2 separate regions of the Mus musculus genome follow, and region 2 is linked to region 1. The links are chromatin contacts, called in public Hi-C maps. All regions are on one chromosome and are shown on one strand. The core of a region is the stretch at or near the end of the contact, and the rest is flanking DNA. Distances in the headings are between cores, read along the strand shown.

What was found. Hi-C and Micro-C count contacts between places; a contact is called where the count stands out from the background.
Region 2: a contact with region 1 is called in a Hi-C map of ventral hippocampal neurons, with 2.4 times the contacts expected there. The contact joins two enhancer-like sites. A contact is called at or near these places in 3 of 484 Hi-C or Micro-C datasets (cerebellar granule neurons, cortical neurons and ventral hippocampal neurons) and 3 of 115 datasets of contacts at active chromatin or transcription factors (differentiating embryonic stem cells, embryonic basal ganglia and embryonic forebrain).

Annotation. Positions count from the first base shown.
Region 1 is chr8:89,857,034-89,862,031 of GRCm38.p6, forward strand. No RefSeq gene overlaps it. Among named protein-coding and RNA genes, the nearest start is that of Gm24212, 190 kb to the left of the region's middle. Within about 2 kb of position 2,013, at least 15 of the 459 cell types and tissues checked have an H3K27ac peak or open chromatin away from gene starts, as enhancers often do. A contact at or near this core is called in ventral hippocampal neurons, where this site is marked.
Region 2 is chr8:90,238,190-90,243,187 of GRCm38.p6, forward strand. No RefSeq gene overlaps it. Among named protein-coding and RNA genes, the nearest start is that of Tox3, 110 kb to the right of the region's middle. Within about 2 kb of position 2,097, at least 4 of the 459 cell types and tissues checked have an H3K27ac peak or open chromatin away from gene starts, as enhancers often do. A contact at or near this core is called in ventral hippocampal neurons, where this site is marked.

The sequences.
Region 1 (4,998 bases), core at 763-3,262:
ATATAAGTTTTGCTCTCCTGTAATTCAAGCTAGGAAAAGAAAATTGTGATTGTACAGTTTGGATTTGAAGATTGGCTAAAGGTATGTGTGGTAAAGGCTTGGGCCCGAGCCTGTGGTACTGTTAGAAGGGTGTAAGATCTGACTGAGGGAGGAGTTAGGTTACTGGGAGAGGAAAATCCCTTGAAAGGGATATGGGGATCCAAGGTCATTGTTTTGCTCTCTGTCTCCCAGCTGCCACGAGGTGGGTAATCCTACAGTACCTCATGCCCTGTCCTCACTCCCCATAAGCCAGCAACAATAGAGTCAACAGACAATGGCCTGAACCTTTCCCCAAATAAACCTTTCTCATAATTAAGTTGACTTACACCTGGCATGTGTCACAATGACAAAAAGCTGACTTACACAGAAATCAATTCCCAGCTGCCACTGTCCGGCATTAGGGGAGTCTTTTAATAACACAGATCACCATCTGAGAAAGATCAAAATGTAAACAAGTTCAAAAGCATATCATTGGCTCACCATTAAAAGTCTAAAAATCATACATTAACCCCTCTAACTTGAAGACTGTATTATAAATCATGTTTAGTATATACATTTCTGTGAGTATTACACATTTGCACATATATGTGGTCATTATGGTAACTATATCAACAGAGCCATGCTACAAACTATAACTCAAGAGATGGAAAATGCTTCTCTGCTTCATTGAACCAGTTGAAAGAAACTCTTCTATATACCCAGCACAAAGATGTAGTAACATGGTGGGCAATCAGGAACCCTTATATGTGAGCATCGTTTTCTGTCTCTGACCCGCTTGGGCTTAGTGTAGCTCATTCAGACAAGCACAGTCATGTGTTCCTCACCTTTACCTGAAGAACTGATAGGGACAGTTTGCTGCAAATCTTCTACCTTTCTGTTTCCCATGAGTCACATAAAAAATGTCTATTCTCCCATAGTTGGAACTTTGTAAGCACACTGGGAAGTCACCCAATCACGTTATTACCCCTGGTTGGAAGAATGAAAGGTAAGAAAAGACTCTTAGTTCTTTACCACCGAAGCAGAGGTCTATAAATGCCAGGAGATTTACAATAGTCTTTAAAGTTCTATCAGCACACCCTCAGAGCATGCGTGCCTCTGGGGACTGGGGGACAACTTGTGGCAGTTGGCTGTCTCCTTTCAAAGATGGCTCCCAGGCTTAGATTCTGGAGGTCACTGGGCTTGGAGACAAGAGCCTTTTCTTGCTGAGCTATCTCCCCAGCCCTGTATTTGAAATGTTCGGAAGAAAGTTGGTTGACCATATGCGATCTTGACCTTACCAAATTTTGCTAAGCCCATTTTCTAAATGAGATGCAATGTTTAGTTAAAATTAGGCATGTTATTTCACTGCTTTTCTGCCAGCAGATTCATCCTTGGGGTTAGGAGAAGAGAGACAATAGAAAAATAAACCTGGTGCCTGAAGATCCTCCATTGCTTCCCTGAGGATCAGAAAACATTGCCTAGCTTGTTTGCGATGGTGTCGAGACATCAGGAAAAGGTGGTCAGAGTACCAGGAGAAAAGACAGAACTGTGGGGCAGAGGGGAGCAGAGAGCTTTTTTGAGGGGGGAGCAGAGAGCTTGTTTATGGGGTGCTGTCTCTTAGAAGCTAAACTAACCCTTGTCTTCTAAAGCCTTCTGCTTAGATAAAGCACTTCCACTCAGGTCCTCAACTGTCAAAGCTTAAGCTAAGCACTCCACTCTGCACTGAGGTAGCCACCATTATAACTTGAAAATAGTCCCTACCAGTCTACTACAAGAGGCCCTTGGTAAGTTCCACTTGTTATGCAATCCGGTTTTTGATGGGCCAAAAGGCGATTTCATTGTCCCAGAATTTGCACTCGGCTAAACTATATCCACAGGCCAAAGGAGCTGTTCTTATTTATTTAATTATTTATCTTTCCTGAAATGAACTCAATGTGCCTGTGTGGAGTAGAAGGCAGAAAAAAAGAAAGAATTGCATGAAGGCTATAAAGTACAAATAGCCTCTTTTGAAAAGAAAGGGGCGGGACTGGGCCATCAGAACAAAGCTTCCCTTTGAAGACTGGAGATTTTAATTTGGAATATTTTCTCACTCCTGTTTCCAAATCTGCATCATTAAACCATGAACGGGGGGTGGGGGAGAGGTAATAATTGTGAGCAAGCCGAGTATTTCTTAATGATTTTCTGTCTTATATCCAAAGCAAATAAGCCAAATGCTTACTCAAAGCTGGGGTTGGGGGAGAGAGAGGGCGGGGCTCAGTTTTTGCCATTTCTTTTTCTTCCTTTTGGAGCCTATAGTCTTTCTTCTTCCACTGAAAGTGTCTATAAAATTTTTAAAGGAAAGTAGGTTGCTAAAATGTACTTAATTTGCCATGATAGATTGAGTCCATGCTTCAGTGACTGTAATTGAATCTGTGACCTATTTCTTTAGTAAAGCAGAAATAGTCTCTGGGGTTTTGTCACGACCATCGAGTAATGAAATTCAAAGGGACTGTCAAAACGTCTATACTTTTTCCACTGGTTGTTAATGTTATTACTTTACAATTTGTTCCTTTTTAATTAATCTTAATAAATGTGTACAGGCTCTACCTGGCCACTGGAAATGCTAGATACTGGCTCTACCATCAGCACAGCAAAATTAATAGACAGAAAGGCCACAGTGGTCAGCGAAGGTCTTCAAATATTTTGGTTCCACTTTGAAAAGATACCTTAAGAATTCACTTTAGAGCATCTGCCCCAAGAAGAAGGGGCCATAGAGCAAAAGGCTGAAGTGCCACCCATCTCAATGTCACACCCTCCTTCCCCTGCTTCAGTTGCTGGTGCCACCACTAACTGCTGTAGCTTTGCTGAAGGGCTGCAAACATGGCAACCCGACAGCCTGGGGGAGCAATATTTTATTGACAAAATGTAAGAGAAAATATGTTCGCTTGCTTTTAAGCAGTGGTGTAGGAGGGTGTTAGAGTACCAGATGGCCCAAGTTAGACATTCATTTGCCAAGATGCTTGGGAAGAAATGCCTGCTCTGTAATTCAGTGGTGGTGGCCACGTTGCATATGGGTGTCAGGCTGAGGTTTCCAGAGCTAACTGTTCCTACTAAGTCCAAGGACCTCAAGGCTCAGGGATGAGGAAGTAGTTCTAGGATGATCTCCTACAGGATCCTGGGTGGGATGAAGGGCAGATCTAGAGGTCTTTGTCATGATGTTGTCAACTGAGTAATTTCCCTTTTTCAAACATGATCTTACGATACCATGTTACTCCAGATCTCGGCCTCAGCACCCTCTGACTTGCTAGATCAGACTTGAGGTTCAGCAAGGGTAACCATCCTGGCCTAACAGTTCTGCTAATCAGTCAGGCCTGTGTTCCTCCCATGGGAAAAAGAGGAATGCTGGATGTTCAGGCACGGAAGTGGAGGAAGTGAGGTCGGTAGCTCACATTAGGGTCAGATAGTGAAATATCAGCGGTGCTTTGGTACCTCAGTATATGCAGGGTGTTTTCCCATCTTCTTTTGGTAACCCTCTCACTACATTGACCACCTCCCTAGCCCTGCTTGAATTTTCCCCATCTCTAGCTCTTAGCCATTTTCTAAAGCTCTGTGGAGAAACTCTTATCTTAAGGGGTCTTTTTCAACTCCACCCCCTGGCCTTCCTTCTCTGTAACTTACTGGAGCAACCCTGTATCATCTGTATTGGAGTACAAGAATGAAGACGATGCTTCATTGTCTTTGGAGATGGGAATTTCTGTCCAGCCAGCTAAGTTATGTAGGCCTGGAAAACACTCCACTTCCCCCTTTTGGAAATCAATGTAAATTCCCACTTTCTGTCTACAATGGCCCTCATTGTCAGAAGGTTCCAGAAACACTGTGACTGGAGTCTTGTGGGAAGGGATCAGAGCTTTGGCATACAATGCAGTCATTGTCCCTGAAATCAAACAGTTGTGATGGGATGAAAGTTACATGCTAGCATCCCTTCAAAGTAGGGAAGGAGGAGCTATGCAGAGGTACCAATGTTATCCAGGGAAATCTTCCTTGCCAATCCTGGATACACAAGGGGTGTTTGTTGGAGGAAGTGTCAAAGTCTTGAAGGCTCAGGAAGAACAACCGTGTGAGGATCCTACAGAAGGGTATCAAAGGAGGCATGCTTGGGTAAGGATAGTTCCACTGCTTGTCAACAGAAATGTCTAGTCAGCTGGCAAAATCTAAGCTGAGGACAACATCACAGGGGAACGCTTTTCAGACTCAGGAATTTGAGCTTTATGCTAGAGGTCTTGGAAGACAATAATTGGGAAGAATAGTGGTTAGAATTACATTTTAAACAGGTCATTTGGCTCCAGTAGTGAGGAAGGTTCAAGGGGATAAGGCTGGATGGTGATGCGGAAGGACAAGATGAGCCTTGGGCATTTACAGATTTCCCAAGGGAACAGAGTGGGATTTACTTTCAAGCCAATTAGAACAACAAGCTCTTCTCATTGGGAGCAAGACTTGAGTGAAGTGCAGTCTCAGTGAGACACAAGCCTTGATCTTAGTAAATGGTAGATGGACTCATGGGATGAAAAGACGCTCATCTTGTATGAATGACCACACTGTTGGACTCACTGATCCATTCTAATTTCTAGGCTGGAAACTTGAACCTAACTGGCCATAATGCCTCCAACAGCCATCAGTGATCATTGTCACACTCTCCCCAGGCATTAGGCAAGCTGACTGTAGCTATGCTTAATGGGTAATTTGATCTATATTTTTATAATTTCCCAATATATTTCATGTGGTCAACCAAATAATACCCATTTCCCACCTACTTGCCTACAGTATATGCTGGAATAAGGAACCATGTCTTGTGAGTGCTGGCTTCCCATATGTGGTAGTGACCATAACACTGCTACAATGAGTCATTTGCATGCTAAGGGGTAGTTTGCTCTCATAATCAATACTTAATAATGAGCTTTACCCAGAGGGAAATGTGGAACCTTCTTTTTTATCTTTATTTAT
Region 2 (4,998 bases), core at 847-3,346, 380 kb after region 1:
GCTTTCATGGAGGACACAATATTAAGAGGCATGAAAAGATGAAAATATTAATAGGTAATGCATTCACAGTGGACTAATGGCGGAAGCTACAGCGTTTGAAAGAAATCCCTAAATACTAAGGCTACATCAGAGAGGACAACTGTTTCTTTTCTTAGCAGGCTCTTGGGCTGCTCATACTACAGAATGAAGTTAGGTTGGTGAAGCCGAAGGGGCAGCACAGTCATAATCAAACAGTCACAATACGAAGGCCGAATGCAACGGTTCCTAGATACATATGCATATGTCTATGTGTGCTAGCAAGGGGGGAAATAAAGAGTATCTGAGTGAAACCTAATTGGGCCAAACCCCAAGCATCCCTGCTCACTAAGCCACAGCACCTTCCTCCTCGGGGGAAGCTGATTCCCGAGGTCTGTACGCGTCGCTGTTCTCCTTGAATCAGGAGCATTGTTGGCTCTTTTCCAAGCACAGGAAACTGGGAGACAGCTGAGAATCTCTGAAAGGCCGGAACTACAGAGTCAGGCATAGAGGTACTAAAGCCATCTGTCCCCTCCCTCCTCCTATTGAACCAGCGGGCCATGCGGAAGCACCCGCTGAAACAGGTTGTTTCCATCTGGGCTTGGAGCATTAAGCACTGGTCTCCAACATAAGAAGGGGACTTACTCTTACCCTCTCACATCTAAGGCACAAGATGTCCTGTCTGCTGAGGCCAGGCAGGGAAACATCCCAGGGTACTGTCATAAGGACACCTGGAGATGAACTGGGACTAGTCATGCTCTCCATGTTCTTTCATTCCTCTGCATCAGACATCACAGAAACAAGAGCAATGTTCACACAGCACATACTCTTTGCACCCCACAGTCCTAATAGTGAAAAATCAGAATGTTAGCCACAGTGTTTGCCTCCAGTTGTCAAAGCCTACCAGTCGTCCTGGGTCTCAAGGAAAGAGTTCACTGAGGAAGAGGGACCAAGAGGCAGCAAGGATTCTTGCGACCATCCACGGAATTTTAGAGAAAAGGGTTCGGCACTGGAGCAGTGGCTCAGTGATAAAGAAAATGCTTCTTGAGCAAACATGAAGACCCGAGTTTGGATGCCCAGCACCCATCGAGAAGGCTAAGTGTGGTTGACTGTTTCAGGAGAGACACTCTCCATGGGGAGGTGAAGATAGGAGAAGCCCTGGCTTTCAGAACAGCTAGGCCTGCCCAGTTTGTAAGCTCTAGGGGCAGAGACCTTGTCTCAAGTAGAAAAAGAAGTAAGTGAAGAAGTGACTGAGAAAGACAATTGACGTGCACCTCTGACCCACACAAGCATAAACATCACGCTCACGTGCCTGCACGCATGCTCATACCACAGACAAATCTAAAAGGCTACCACTGAAGCCATTTGTCCCAACCCACTGCTGTCCCTTGCTTTGTTCAGGAACAAAGATGTGTTTATAAACATAATTAAAAGGAACTTTTACTTAAAACTTAATGAGTGAGTTTTCTTCAGGGTTGTTTTGAAGCTTGCTGTGACTTGAGGAACACACCCTCACCACATTCCTCTATTAGAAGAAATAGTATCTAATAACCAAATCTTCTAAATTCATCATTTCTACCGAGAAAGATTAATGTAAGCACATGCTGATGTGACATTTGTCACAATTTGGGTCACTCTAAGCTTCCTTTGCTGGTGTGGAGGAATGGCATTCCCCAAAGAGTGGTCTGCAATTTTCTATGTCTTGTAAATGCTAAAATATTGCTATCTACATCTACCCATTCATGTGGGTGGCCTGATGATGCTGGCTTCTGAGCTCTCACAGGTGACTACAAACAGAGCTTGCTACAGAACCTGAGAGGAACTGGCTTTTACCAATTGAAGAAAGAGCCCAGACAAGGTTTGTAACTCTGCCAAACCTTAAGTAAGTTTGTAAACAGCATCATAGAATATGCTACGATGTTTACATCACATCTTTTATTATTAAGGACGACTGTGGAAGTCTGAGCAGAGCCTACTTCTTAAAATATTTTTATATAATAGCTATGGCATTCAATTATACAATACTAATTGTGCTAACTGTACCAAACCCCAGTCTGTTTTACGACTGCTTCTCCCGCTGAGCTCGCAAACTCTACATAAACACCATCTGTATCAAACATAAAACTCTTAGCTACCCTAAGAACACAGACTTACCAAATGCAGCTTATTAATTCTGCGGCCAGCCAGTTTCATGGCTGATGTTTGGAGTCCCTACTAGCTACCTCATACAGATGATCTTCCCAGGCTATGTGTACTCTTGTCTTTGACTTACCGGCTAGGTACCAGGGTAGCCAGGCTCATTGCAGGCACCATGACCCAGGTGCCCAGAACGTTGGCCCAGATTTGCACAATTTGTTTTGCATGGAATGCATTTTGTTCTGCAGAGTTTGCTGATTTCCTGTGTTTGGGGAGAGAGGGAGGAATGGAGGGAGGGAGGGAGGGAGGGAGGGAGGGAGGGAGGGAGGGAGGGAGGGAGGGAGGGAGGGAGAACTCAGGAAGATAAGCTAGCTAACAGTAGAACTTCCTCAAAGTCCCCTTGTGGAATGTTGGCAAGATTGCACCTTGAGACCTCAGATGAAGCTTGCTCCTTGCCATAAAAATTATTTAAAGGGGGGATGTAGCTGCTTAAAACGAAATTCTGAAAAGTTCTTGTCCAAGACAACTAGAAACTTTACTCAAGAAGCTGAACCAGAGAATAACAGCAAAATGCTTGCTTTTTGTTTTTGTTTTTGTTTTTTTGTTTCGTTTTGTTTTTGTTTGTTTATTTGCTTTGTCCAACAAACGGCCAGCTGTTTTCCAGCAGAGTGCAAATGTAGACACACTCTACCAACGAACAGAAACACCTTAGCAGGAAGAAAGTCAGTTGAATCCACCAAAGACCATTTGTACCCAGTCTCAAATGCATTGTGTTTGGATTGGCTCTTTGTGTCTAGCAGCTGATGGAGCTCGGGCAACTATTTTGGGGCTTCTGACGATCTAAAAGCAAATGCGATCATCAAACCTGAGCATATTTAAATCTTGTAATAGTTCACTGACAGAAGTCCTGGTCTTCCTGTCAATCAAGGTCTTAGGAGTTAAGCCACTTTGGGAGATGGGAAGGGTTGGAAAGACTAGAGAGCGAAGGCATGGAATCGGGTTCTGCTTTGGAAATAACTGTGGTTGGACTCAGGTTTATTGGCCAGACAATGCTGATCATCATTAACAAGTTGCCAGCTAGGTGTGCCAGCGCTTGGGCACGGTGTATAAAAATGTTATTATGGAAAAAATAGTGTCTTTTCTTCCAGGTAACTGTCCCACCATTCAAAGACGGATGTCTTAATTTGGCATCCAAAAGCACACAAGAGGTCAGACTGTATGTAGGTAATTTCCTCAGATGCTGTTATTTGTCCCCAGGGGCTCCACGTGCTCAATACCAATTACAGAGGAGAGGATTAAGAACAGGCAGAAAGGGGCGAGGAGCAGCCCAGCAGGCCTGAGTAATTTGGACTAAGATCTTGTGTCAAATTTGCAAATTACCAATTAAGGCAGGTTTAGGACATGTCATCATTTCTACTCATTGTGACAAAGGGAAAATTAAGACTCTCCCTGCATGTTAGAGGGATGTCAGCAGTGACATATAACAAGAAATGTTATCAAAACACATCGTTCTTGGTTACAATATCCTTGGATGCAAGGCAAATGGATTGGAAACAAAATGTAGGGCAGAAATCTGAAAATAAACCCAAGACCCAGATCTCAAAATAACTACTCTGGTATTGAGTCTAGATAAGTCACTCAAAGATCGAGCAAGTGAAAGCTCACAGAATGCTCATGGCTGGCCTTCCATGTAGGTATGTTTAGAATTCCAGTCTACTCAATCTTGGCAATTGACCAGTTACAAGGTACTTTTAGTCCTTTATTTAAAATCAAGACAATAATAAAATTTGTTGACAAGAGTCATATATTGCATTTGACAAGTAGTTGGATCGAATTCCTCATACCCAGCAAAGGCATATATTTCTCAGAGATGGAGTGGAAACTCCTAAAGGGTGATGCAGGATGCCTGCTGCCAGGGACACATTCTTGCTCTACCCTAACACATTAAGCAGATCAATTCCCTGGGCTCCCTAAATCATGAATAACAATGCACATCCACTTGACTGTCACCCTACACCATCTTCCTCAAAACTTCCTCTTCCTTATATATGTGAAGCAATATAGACTCCGCCTTGCCACTGGCTGGGCACCTAGTGTCCTGATAACTTGAACACAAGTCAAAGCCACTTGCCAGAATACAAAATAATGACAGAAAGACAGGATGGTAGCGAAAACAATCAGACTGGAAAGTATTCACACCAAAATAAAGTGCCATGTGGCACTGTGCCCCATTGAGAACATGGGTTAGGTGGCACTTGCTCTGGCTTGCTGCTTGCCTAGCCATGGGGAAAACATGGATTAATTACTCTGTTTAGTGTTGTGATGGATTTCTGTCACCCATCTATACCCACAAGCATCCATTACACACCCTACACACTAATACATAAACACACATACAAATGCCATGGATATTCAAGTACTTGAAATCGAGTAGAATTAACAGGACACTAGAGTGAATTTCCACTGTCACTTTGTGCCTCTGCCTCTTGGGAATAATTAGGGGAAGAAGCCTCAGTTCCTTTCCGTGCCTCAGTTTCTTCATCTGTTACGTGTTAACTCTAACCTCCCCCCACCCCCCTCCCACCCCCAACTCCCGGCTGAGATATGGAAGAAGTCATTCATGGTAAACTGCTTTGCAAAGTACAGCATGCTATACAAGTGCTAGGGATAATGAGGCATTTCACAAAAGAGCATCATCATTCCTTTGCTGTGAGGTGTGGGTCCACACGCCAGCCTGTCTGTAAAGGTTCTTCTTTGAAATTAAATTGAGACTATAACCAACACCCCCTGCAAACCCCTGGTGCTGCCTGAGGTTTGACTCAGCAACAAAGCCAAGGCTTCTTTTCA